Regions from separate parts of the Mus musculus genome. Here all the other regions are linked to region 1. The links are chromatin contacts, called in public Micro-C and promoter capture Hi-C maps. All regions are on one chromosome and are shown on one strand. The core of a region is the stretch at or near the end of the contact, and the rest is flanking DNA. Distances in the headings are between cores, read along the strand shown. Region 1 holds the start of Naa30 (N(alpha)-acetyltransferase 30, NatC catalytic subunit). Region 2 holds the start of Otx2os1 (orthodenticle homeobox 2 opposite strand 1). Region 3 holds the start of Slc35f4 (solute carrier family 35, member F4).

Region 1 (2,940 bases), core at 304-2,803:
ATATATTCTTCCCCGACCATGGCTGTAACTGAGTTATTACTAAGGCCTGTATCGGATCAAAACCATGTTCCAATTCAATCACAGCAAAGTGCTCTAAGGATGAGGAAGGTTAAACATGATTAGAAGCTAATGTAAACAGGATGTAAGACAGCCCCCATGTGAAACATGCTCTGCACAGGATTGCTGCTGTTCCAAAAGTCACAAGATAACCCAGATCACGAGCTCTTACCTTCCACACAGTTCCACGGAATACCTGGGAAAAGTGCGCACCTTCGCGCCTCCCATCTGTAAGGTACTATGAAAATGAAGGATACATCCACGGCCACACTCCGGGCCCTCACACTCCCTGCCCCGAGTGGCCTGGATCTCTGCTGGGCTCACCCTGTTTTCATTCCATCCACTTACCAAGAAACACAGCTGTGGCCAGTTGTGGATAAAATATCTATACGTATAAATGGAGTAGGGTTCAGACAGATCTTTGGTGATCAGTCTCATGATATCAGGCATTTGGAGCTCAGATTCATATCGGACGTATCGTATCGTCCGATCCTCCCCGGGCTCGGCCTCCCTGCCCTGGGAGCTCCTTAAACTGCAGCCGGTGGTCAGAGACGAAGACAGCAGCCGCACCTGCTCGTCCATCTCCTCCTCCTCCTGCTGCTCGGTGCCCTCCACCAGTCCATTTCGGGCCGCAGCGGGGTCGCTCGCCGCCCCCGCCGCCGCCGCCGCTGCCTCTGACCGGCCGGGGAGTGCAGTTCTTGCATTGTTGGGGACCGAGTGGGGAGGTCTCTCCCCCGGGTGTCCCTCGGCTCCTTTTGTGGCAGTCACTTTGGAGGCCCCGTCGGGGGCGGCCGCCTCCGCTGCACTCAGAACCTTACTCTTGAGGGTCGCCGCGGCCCGGAGGTGTCGCAGTTCTGGGCCGATCAAGCCGTTGAGCTGCTGCTGCTGCTGCTCCGGAGGCAGCTGCGGGCAGCGAAGGCAAGAACGCGCCTTGGCCGAGGTCGCCGCCTCGCCGCCCGCTGGGCTCCCGCAGCCGCCTTCGTGCTCCTCGTCGTCCTCCTCGTCCTCGCTGCAGCAAGCGAGCGCGGCCCCCGCCGGGAACGGGCAGCGGAGCTCCGCCGCCGCTGGGGCCGCAGGCGCTGGTGGTGGGAGGAGGCTGCTAGGCCCAGGCGGTACCTCCGCCATCCTAGAAGCGACACAGCCGAGAGAGGAGGCCATGAGAGGCGGCCGACCGGCGCCAGGCAGCGCGGACTGGCGGGCCGGGGGCGGCCGAGGCGGGGGGAACAAAGGCAGAAACCGTCCCTCACCGAGTGTCCCCAACGCCGCGCCGCCCCCACGCCGCCGCGCCGGCCACCGTCCCTGGCCGCCCGAGCCCCGCCGCCGGCCGTGTCACCGCCTCCCACCCGCCCCTCCTCGCGGCTCACCCCGCGCCGCTCCCCGCCGCCGTTTCCGCCGCTCCTCTCCCTCAGCCACCGCCGCGCCGCAGTCGCCTTCACCGCCGCGGCCGCTCCGCCGCCACCACCGCCACCGCTGTCGCCGCCGCTGCCGAGCCTCTCACCCGGCCGCCGCCGCCGCCGTAAAGCGCCTCGCCTGTTACCCCGGGTAAAGTTTCCTGGGCCAAGCTTTACGACACTTCCCTGCCTGCCGGCTGCCGGGCCAGAAAAGGGGGCGTGGAGGGAGGTGACCTGTGCAGGGGCGGGGCCCGAGGTGTCTCCGGAGGGCTTCCGGGAGGCCGCGTGCCGGGGGTGGGGCTCTAGCCTGGGGTTCCAGAGGTTCCTGCGGAACTCGCCCCGCAGCCTCCCCGGGTGGGCAGGGCTAGGTGCCCTGGGAGCTGCTGGCTGTTGACATCCAACCTCTAGTGCCTTTATGCAGCTGTACTGTTACAACTTTTGCTCTGACCTGGCGCGTGGGGCAGGGAGCGCCGGCTACAAAGGCAGCAAATCCCGGCCTGGACCGCGAATTAGAGGGAATTTAAAACATTGAGCTGTGAAGATAGCATTTTGCAATTTAAAAAAAAGAAGAAGAAGAACCTTTACCTACCCCGTTGGGACAAAAGAATGGCTAGTAGTCTTGTTGCCCCATTCCTCCACCCCAAAGATTGAAGGCATAAATGTGACAAACAGGTGCCGGACAACGAAAGGCAACAACTGGGGGAAGCGACAGAGATGGTGGCGGCTAACAAGCGTACTCCTGATTTGTGGTTGTAATTGTGTTAGGTTGGGAAGCACCTGGTAAGAGTTCACGGGATCCTCCCATGTGATATGCTAAGCAGGTGTAAAAACTTTGAGCGTGTGGGTTACCTCTGCTCTAATCCACAGCTGGTAGTTTTCTGCATATCTGATCTGAGAGTTGAGTAACTCACACGCATACTAATCAAGTTACTTATTAACTTGTAGGAGCTGAAGAGATGAGTCAGCAGTAAGGAACACTAGGGTTAGATTCCCAGCACCCAAATGGCAGTTCACAACTGTCTGTAATCCCAGGTCAAAGGGAGGCTACAGCCTTTTCTGGCCTCCAAGGGCATCAGGAATGTGCACAGATACGCCTACATACAGGCAAACACCCATAACAAGTTTAAAAAGAATAAAATGTGTTAGATAGCTTTTTTATTTATTTCAACTGATTTATAGAGCTAGTCAGGTATGCCCAAGATTCATGTTTTCAGAGATAGGCTTTTATGACAGGTGTTTGCAACTTTGTGCCATAATCTAAACTGAAAAAAAAAAAAAGTGAGCTGCAGTAGTCAGCACATGTCTGGAATCCAAGTACTCAGAAGGCAAAAGTAAAAAGCTATGGAATTCAAAGGAAGCCTGGGCTGCATAGCAAAACTGTTTCTAAAAATAAATACTAAGTAAAAATAAAAATAAATTTCAAGTGAGATTAACCTGCACTGTGGCATGGTTTGAGACACGAGGGTGACAATCCTTTTCACTAAGACTATTA
Region 2 (2,940 bases), core at 317-2,816, 500 kb after region 1:
TGGTGCCTGTATGCTGCTACTTTCCCGAAGCTTCATATCTCATCAGCCTAGCAGAGTAATTGTACACACAGCCACTACGACCCACCCACTAGTTAATGAGAATTGTTGGGAAAAAAAAAAAAAACCACAATCAAGCTATCTTAAGTCAGTTTCATAGGAAATGTTTTTGTTTTCTAAATGGGAGAAAAGTTAAACTCTGGATAAAGGAAATACAATGAATGGCTAGGAAGAATATTGGAGGCTCAAGAACTTACTGAAAATCAAGAGATGTTTCCATCCAAGGAGTCTTTTTCTCCCATCAAGCTTCTAAGGGTTTCTGTGAAGCAGCCCACCCTCTCCACCCCCCTTCTCCCAAAGCCAGTGGCTTTTGTCCTGACCTAGAATAGGGTTTGTGGAAACCGTACCTGAGCCGGGGTGTCTGCAATTTCCAAATTGACAAGAAGAGACTGGAAGATAAAATGCATGTTCTTACAGGTGAAGAGCAATTTTGCAACTTTTCCAGGCGACACAGGAGAAAGCTTGCCTGCTACCAACTGCTGGAGAGTCTGGGCAGAATTCCTCTAGAAAGAAAAAAAAGAAAAGTCTTTTTTCCCTTCCCTCCCTTGTCTTCATCTCTGGCTCTGGCTCTCTTTCTCCTCCTATGTGCGTGTGCGTGTGTCTCTCTCTCTTTCAGATCCAATCTTTTGAGAGCTGCAGCACACTGCTAAGCTAAAGGGAAATTCTCTTTGATAAAGCAGTGTTTCCAGCTTCTGGGTTTTAAAACCTAAATCTATATTCAAATCTGGCTGAAGGTGTGTTCTGGGATTTATGAAAAGCCTCTTAAAGGGGTAAATTTACCAAACCGTGACAAAATCATCACGATCTTACTTTAGACATCTGAAGTGGATGAGAATTTTAAAGAGACCCTTGTTTATTTAACACTGTCCGTTTCCAACTGGTGGTTTATTGGCCCTGTATTTCCGCGAAGTTATTAGACTAGAGGGCAAAGGAGAAGCGGGGGGCTGTGTGCTGCCAGCCGCTGAAGGGGAAAGCCCTCCCACGCTGTATCTAACAGAAATCCTCCACTGTCTATAGCACTCCGGACTTTTCTGGGAGGTTTGGTTGCTCTGGGTTGTCTCAGGATGACACCCCAAACCTTTACCCGGGCCTTGAGAGGTTCCTAATGTCTCCGGACCCTACTGTAGATGTATCGCTTTCTCTCCGGATTTTTTCATTTACTTTGAGTGACTCACAAGCCCTCGCTCTATTTCGTTACCGCACCCCACCTCTACTGCCCCCAAGGCCTTGCTCCCCTACATCCACAATGGCCTTTTTCTCTTTTCTTTTCTTTTCTTTTCTTTTCTTTTCTTTTCTTTTCTTTTCTTTTCTTTTCTTTTCTTTTCTTTCTCGCCCTTTGATGCTTTCAACATCATTATGATCAAACCGGGGAGAACTCTTTTCTCGGGGTGGGAAACAACCTCTTTTTCAAGAGATTCGCGTGGATTTGCCTTTCCATCATACAAAGCACGATGGCTCGGACCAAGAGCCAGGACCTGCTTCCCACAGCCCGGGCCACGCGGGACAACTGCCTGGGACATTTGTTTACCTCTCCTAAATGAAAGGCCTTAGGGACAGTCGCCAGGTGTTTCTGCACAGTGGGGGCGGGGTAACAAGGAAAGATCCGTACTCACCCTCCCCCCTAGCCTAGGCCCCACAAAGTCGTGGCTCTGGGGAACGCGACAGCCAGGAGTTTCCTTAGGACTGGAACAGCTACGAAGGAGCCAGGAAGAACTGGGCAAGCCCGGAGGAGCTCGAGGGTTCGCGGAGCCTCCAGGACCCCAAGGCTCTTAGGACACACCTGCAAGTCTGCAGCGGCAGCGGAGTGCCCAGCCTTAGGCCGGAGCCGAGCCCAGCCGGGCTGCCGAGAACTTGCAGCCTCGTGCGCACTCCCGTAATTCGCTAATTGCTGTAAATCCCAAGGACGGCCACATTTGATTACACATACAGTATAAGAACCGACAACAAAGCGACGAATTAATTACCAACTTCATTAACATAGGTCCCCAAATTAAAGGCAACGAGCTGTTTCTTTGGGCCCACTAGCAGTGGTGGCGGTGACTGAGGTAGTGAGGGAGGGGTGGGTTTTTTCGTTTTGTTTTGTTTTTCCTTCTGCATTGGGAGTTGTGAGGGGAAAGCTATCCTCCCCCCCCCTCCCCCTCCCAGCCTCCATTCACACACTCAGCAGTAGCGTTTGCCCCTCACCTCCCCCCGCCCCGTCCCCTAATATTCTGTCCAGCGTGTTTCTGCTTTTCTAGAAAACTCTGATTCTTGTTTAAAAAAAAAAAAAAAAAAAAACCAGTCTGGACCAGAAGAAGTTGAGTTGGTTGACCCTGCAGCATCCCAGCTCCCGAGTTTCGGCCTCTGAGTAGGGCGCCTCCATCCCTAGTAACTCCCAGGCCTGAAGTACCAGGCGTTTGTTCTTAAGCACAAACTGTTTCTACTGGGGGCTTTTTGTCACCTCATACTCAGCTGGAGAGATTTGAGGTATCCCCTCCCTTGGCCGGAAATCTGCCTTGGCGGTAGATTTGGGAGCTCACGTTTTCTTTTGTATCTTGCTCTATGCTTATCAAATTGAAAAAACATGCCTGGAAAGCCAGAACTCCAGAGACCAAGGGTTATTCTAAGGGGTAAAAGAACAGCCAGTGAGGACGCTGGAGTTTTCAGACAGTCCATAGCTGCGTGACTCTCTGCCTACACTGCATGTTCACAGCTCAGTTCCACTCTTGTTCATCTTCACCCATTTTTCCCTCAGCGCCGTCTGGTCCTCTTCAAGAGAACATAGCCCTGTTTTTAAGCCTGTGCCTGGGTTTGAGTTCTGCCTCTGACCCACACATTCTTTGCTAGCGTTGGAAATCGAAAACGGGGTACTACCCCCTCCCTCCTTCCCCTAGCTTTGACTTA
Region 3 (2,940 bases), core at 249-2,748, 350 kb before region 1:
CACTTCTTGAGGAAAGGTGGAGCTGACCTCTACTCAGCTGATAAAGGCCTTCCCTCTCCTCTCATTTTCCCTTCTGCGATGGAGATTGGAGGATTACTTCTTAAGAGACAGGGACTGAAATCTATGAACAAGGTAGCCTTTGCTCCTTGCATTCAGCTAACTCTAGGACTTCTCATCAACTCAGAAGGGCCATATTGGTGTGAAGGCTGCTCACCCTGATCACAGAGCTTCTAGAATGTTCTGCATAGATAATAAGTCTTTCTGTAGCCGGGCAGTGGTGACGCTTTAATCCCAGCACTTGGGAGACAGAGGCAGGCTGATTTCTGAGTTTGAGGCCAGCTTGGTCTACAGAGAGAGTTCCAGGACAGCCAGGGCTACACAGAGAAACCCTGTCTCCAGAAAAAAAAAACAAAAAAACAAAAAAAAACAAAAACAAAAACAAAACAAAACAAAAAAAACAAAAAACAAAACAAAACAAAAAACAAAAGGAAAAAAAAGTGTTTCTCTTTGGTCTTTGGACTTTGGCAATAGCTCGTATGCTCAGATACAGTTTGAAAGCCCTTACTTCTTATGTGTTTTACAATAAAGAAGAAAATATTTTTTCTTAGATTGTGGGATATTTAGAATTAGACAAATGAATATGCTGTGCTCAGATGTATGGTCCTACCCTTTGTTGTGTTTATTGGAAGGTAGGGGTCCCATGTAGACTATCAGACACAGGACTTAAACTCTTAAAATCTCTGCATTCACTAGGGTAATTATAATCCACACACCACCTGATCGAGATTCTTCTTCTTCTTCTTCTTCTTCTTCTTCTTCTTCTTCTTCTTCTTCTTCTTCTTCTTCTTCTTCTTCTTCTTCTTCTTCTTCTTCTTCTTCTTCTCCTCTTCTTCTTCCTCTTCTCCTCCTTCTTCTTCTTCTTCTTCTTCTTCTTCTTCCTTCTTCTTCTTCTTCTTCTTCTTCTTCTTCTTCTTCTTCTTCTTCTTCTCCTCCTCCTCCTCCTCCTCCTCCTCCTCCTCCTCCTCCTCCTCCTCTTCCTCCTCCTCCTCCTCCCCTCCTCCTCCTCTTCCTCCTCCTCCTCCTTCTCAGTTGGTAAAAGGAGAAAAAGGATCCTTGGATGTCTAGACAAGTTGCAACGAGTAATGCCTGTGAATGCTTTCCATATCCATACACCCAAGGTGGAATGGGCAGGAGCCTGGAACGAATGCAGGGTAGAAGTGCTAAACTGCAGTGTGCATCTTTTGAATTGCTAACCCCTAGTTCTGTGTGAGTGTCTCCCACCCACAGCAGTTCACCTTGAGCATCTAGCCACCGTCCTTCCCTCAAGTGGGCTTGGGGGTGTCTACTTTTGGCACAAGGGTTAACGGTGAAAGTCAGAGACCAGGTGGGGCGCCCACAAGCGTCCCAGACCTGGGTGGGCGTCGGAGGTGAGGGGGCGCTGTTCGGGCAGCAGTGAGCTGGTGGCGGGCGGGTGAGCTGCCAGGCTGACAGAAAGGCCGGCCAGAGTGGGGGCCGCTCCGCTGCCGCTGCCGTTGCCGCCGCCGCTGTGATGCGAAGCCAGAGCTGCGCCCAGCGGTGGAATCAGAGCTGGGGCGCGGGAGCACGAGCTGCAACATCAGCACCAGCGGCGGCGGCGGCGGCGGCGGTACCTGCAGTAGCTCCCGGGCCCCGCGCTTTGCTCTACGCCCCGCGGCTCCGGGAGCCGCCGCCCCGCGTTCTCTATGGATGTCAAGGCGGCCCCCAACGGGGTGGCCACCATCGAGGACCGGATCCTGCGGATTACTGGCTACTATGGCTATTACCCGGGTTACTCCAGCCAGAAAAGTAAGACGCCGCGAGGCGGTCCTGAGCGAACTGCGGGTGGGAGATGGGAGCTCAGGAGCACAGGGGCACAGGGAGACAGGGGGCAGGGGTGCGGTGCCAGAAGGCGCGCGGTGGGACACCTGCAGCATTGTCTGCTCCCTCACAAACACTGCCCTGGCCTCCAGGACCTCAGGGAGTAAAGTATGTCCGATGTCCGCTGTCCTCGGTGCTGAACCTCGAGGCAGCCATTGGGGCTGGGCGCTTGAACCCAGGAGTTTGGGGACAGTCTCAGTCTTGGAGGTAGAGGCGTGTAGAGGACAGGGCAAGCGCTCCTGATTGTCGTCGGTCAGCCTACCGGAGGCTGATTTATGCCTGGAGGATGCTAACATGGCTGTTCCACTAGCTGACCATCAGCCCTTGGGATACCCACTCAGAAAGCTTGACTCTGTGTCAGGGTGCTTACCCCACGCTGGGGATGAAGACTGTGGGGGACATTAGTTGGTTGAGGTTAGACTGGCTGGGTGGGTCAGCTTGTTCACCAGGGGTTGTTGAAATGTTGCCAGCACGATAATTGTTCATGATAAAACATCCTTAGAAGGTTCTCTACCCCCTGAGCAGTGAAAAGAACCTGCTTAAGTGGCTGAATTGCGGAGCTACCTACACCCTCCACACAACGCGGCCACCTCTGAGCTGCTGGATTTCAGCTTTATTCTGGCTAGATTACGCCAGTCTGCATAGTTGCTCTCAGGTTTTGGAAGCAGTTTCATCCACTACCGCTTCCTACACACACACACACACACACACACACACACACACACACACACACACACACACACACACACACACCGTGTTGCTGGGGATGCAGTGAGGGTCTCTATGTTTCTAGTCTCCACATTCTGTTTCCCTGACACACAAACCCCCCACTGTATCTGCTAGGATTAGTTCTGCTAAGCACCAAAGTGAAGCCTGTTTGGTTTGGTTTTTTTATTATTTTTTTTATTTTTTTGGTTTGTTGTTGTTTGTTCGTTTGTTTGATTCCTTAATCTGAACTAGGAGAGTAGCTATGCTTTAATTTCCATGCAGGTGGAATTTCAGTTTTCTTTATCACAGCATTTCTGTTGCAAAAGAAGGCTCTTA

Evidence for each region. Promoter capture Hi-C pulls out the DNA fragments that hold promoters and counts their contacts. A called contact is a pair of places that touch in the nucleus more often than the background predicts.
Region 2: a promoter capture Hi-C map of liver shows a contact between it and region 1, with 4 times the contacts expected there. The contact joins the promoter of Otx2os1 here to the promoter of Naa30 in region 1. A contact is called at or near these places in 5 of 39 promoter capture datasets (the 3T3-L1 cell line, liver, neural stem cells and 1 more) and 1 of 484 Hi-C or Micro-C datasets (embryonic stem cells).
Region 3: a Micro-C map of embryonic stem cells shows a contact between it and region 1, with 4 times the contacts expected there. The contact joins the promoter of Slc35f4 here to the promoter of Naa30 in region 1. A contact is called at or near these places in 2 of 39 promoter capture datasets (cranial neural crest and hippocampal neurons), 1 of 484 Hi-C or Micro-C datasets (embryonic stem cells) and 1 of 115 datasets of contacts at active chromatin or transcription factors (large pre-B cells).

The regions. Positions count from the first base shown.
Region 1 is chr14:49,170,859-49,173,798 of GRCm38.p6, reverse strand. Naa30 (N(alpha)-acetyltransferase 30, NatC catalytic subunit) reads right to left here and starts at 1,553. Exons shown (of 5, transcript NM_027492.2): 1 at 1,422-1,553; 2 at 406-1,183. The coding sequence starts at 1,182.
Region 2 is chr14:48,667,914-48,670,853 of GRCm38.p6, reverse strand. It overlaps Otx2os1 (orthodenticle homeobox 2 opposite strand 1), which reads right to left and starts at 1,566. Exons shown (of 5, transcript NR_029384.1): 1 at 1,458-1,566; 2 at 405-560.
Region 3 is chr14:49,524,395-49,527,334 of GRCm38.p6, reverse strand. Slc35f4 (solute carrier family 35, member F4) reads left to right here and starts at 1,498. Exons shown (of 8, transcript NM_029238.2): 1 at 1,498-1,824. The coding sequence starts at 1,722.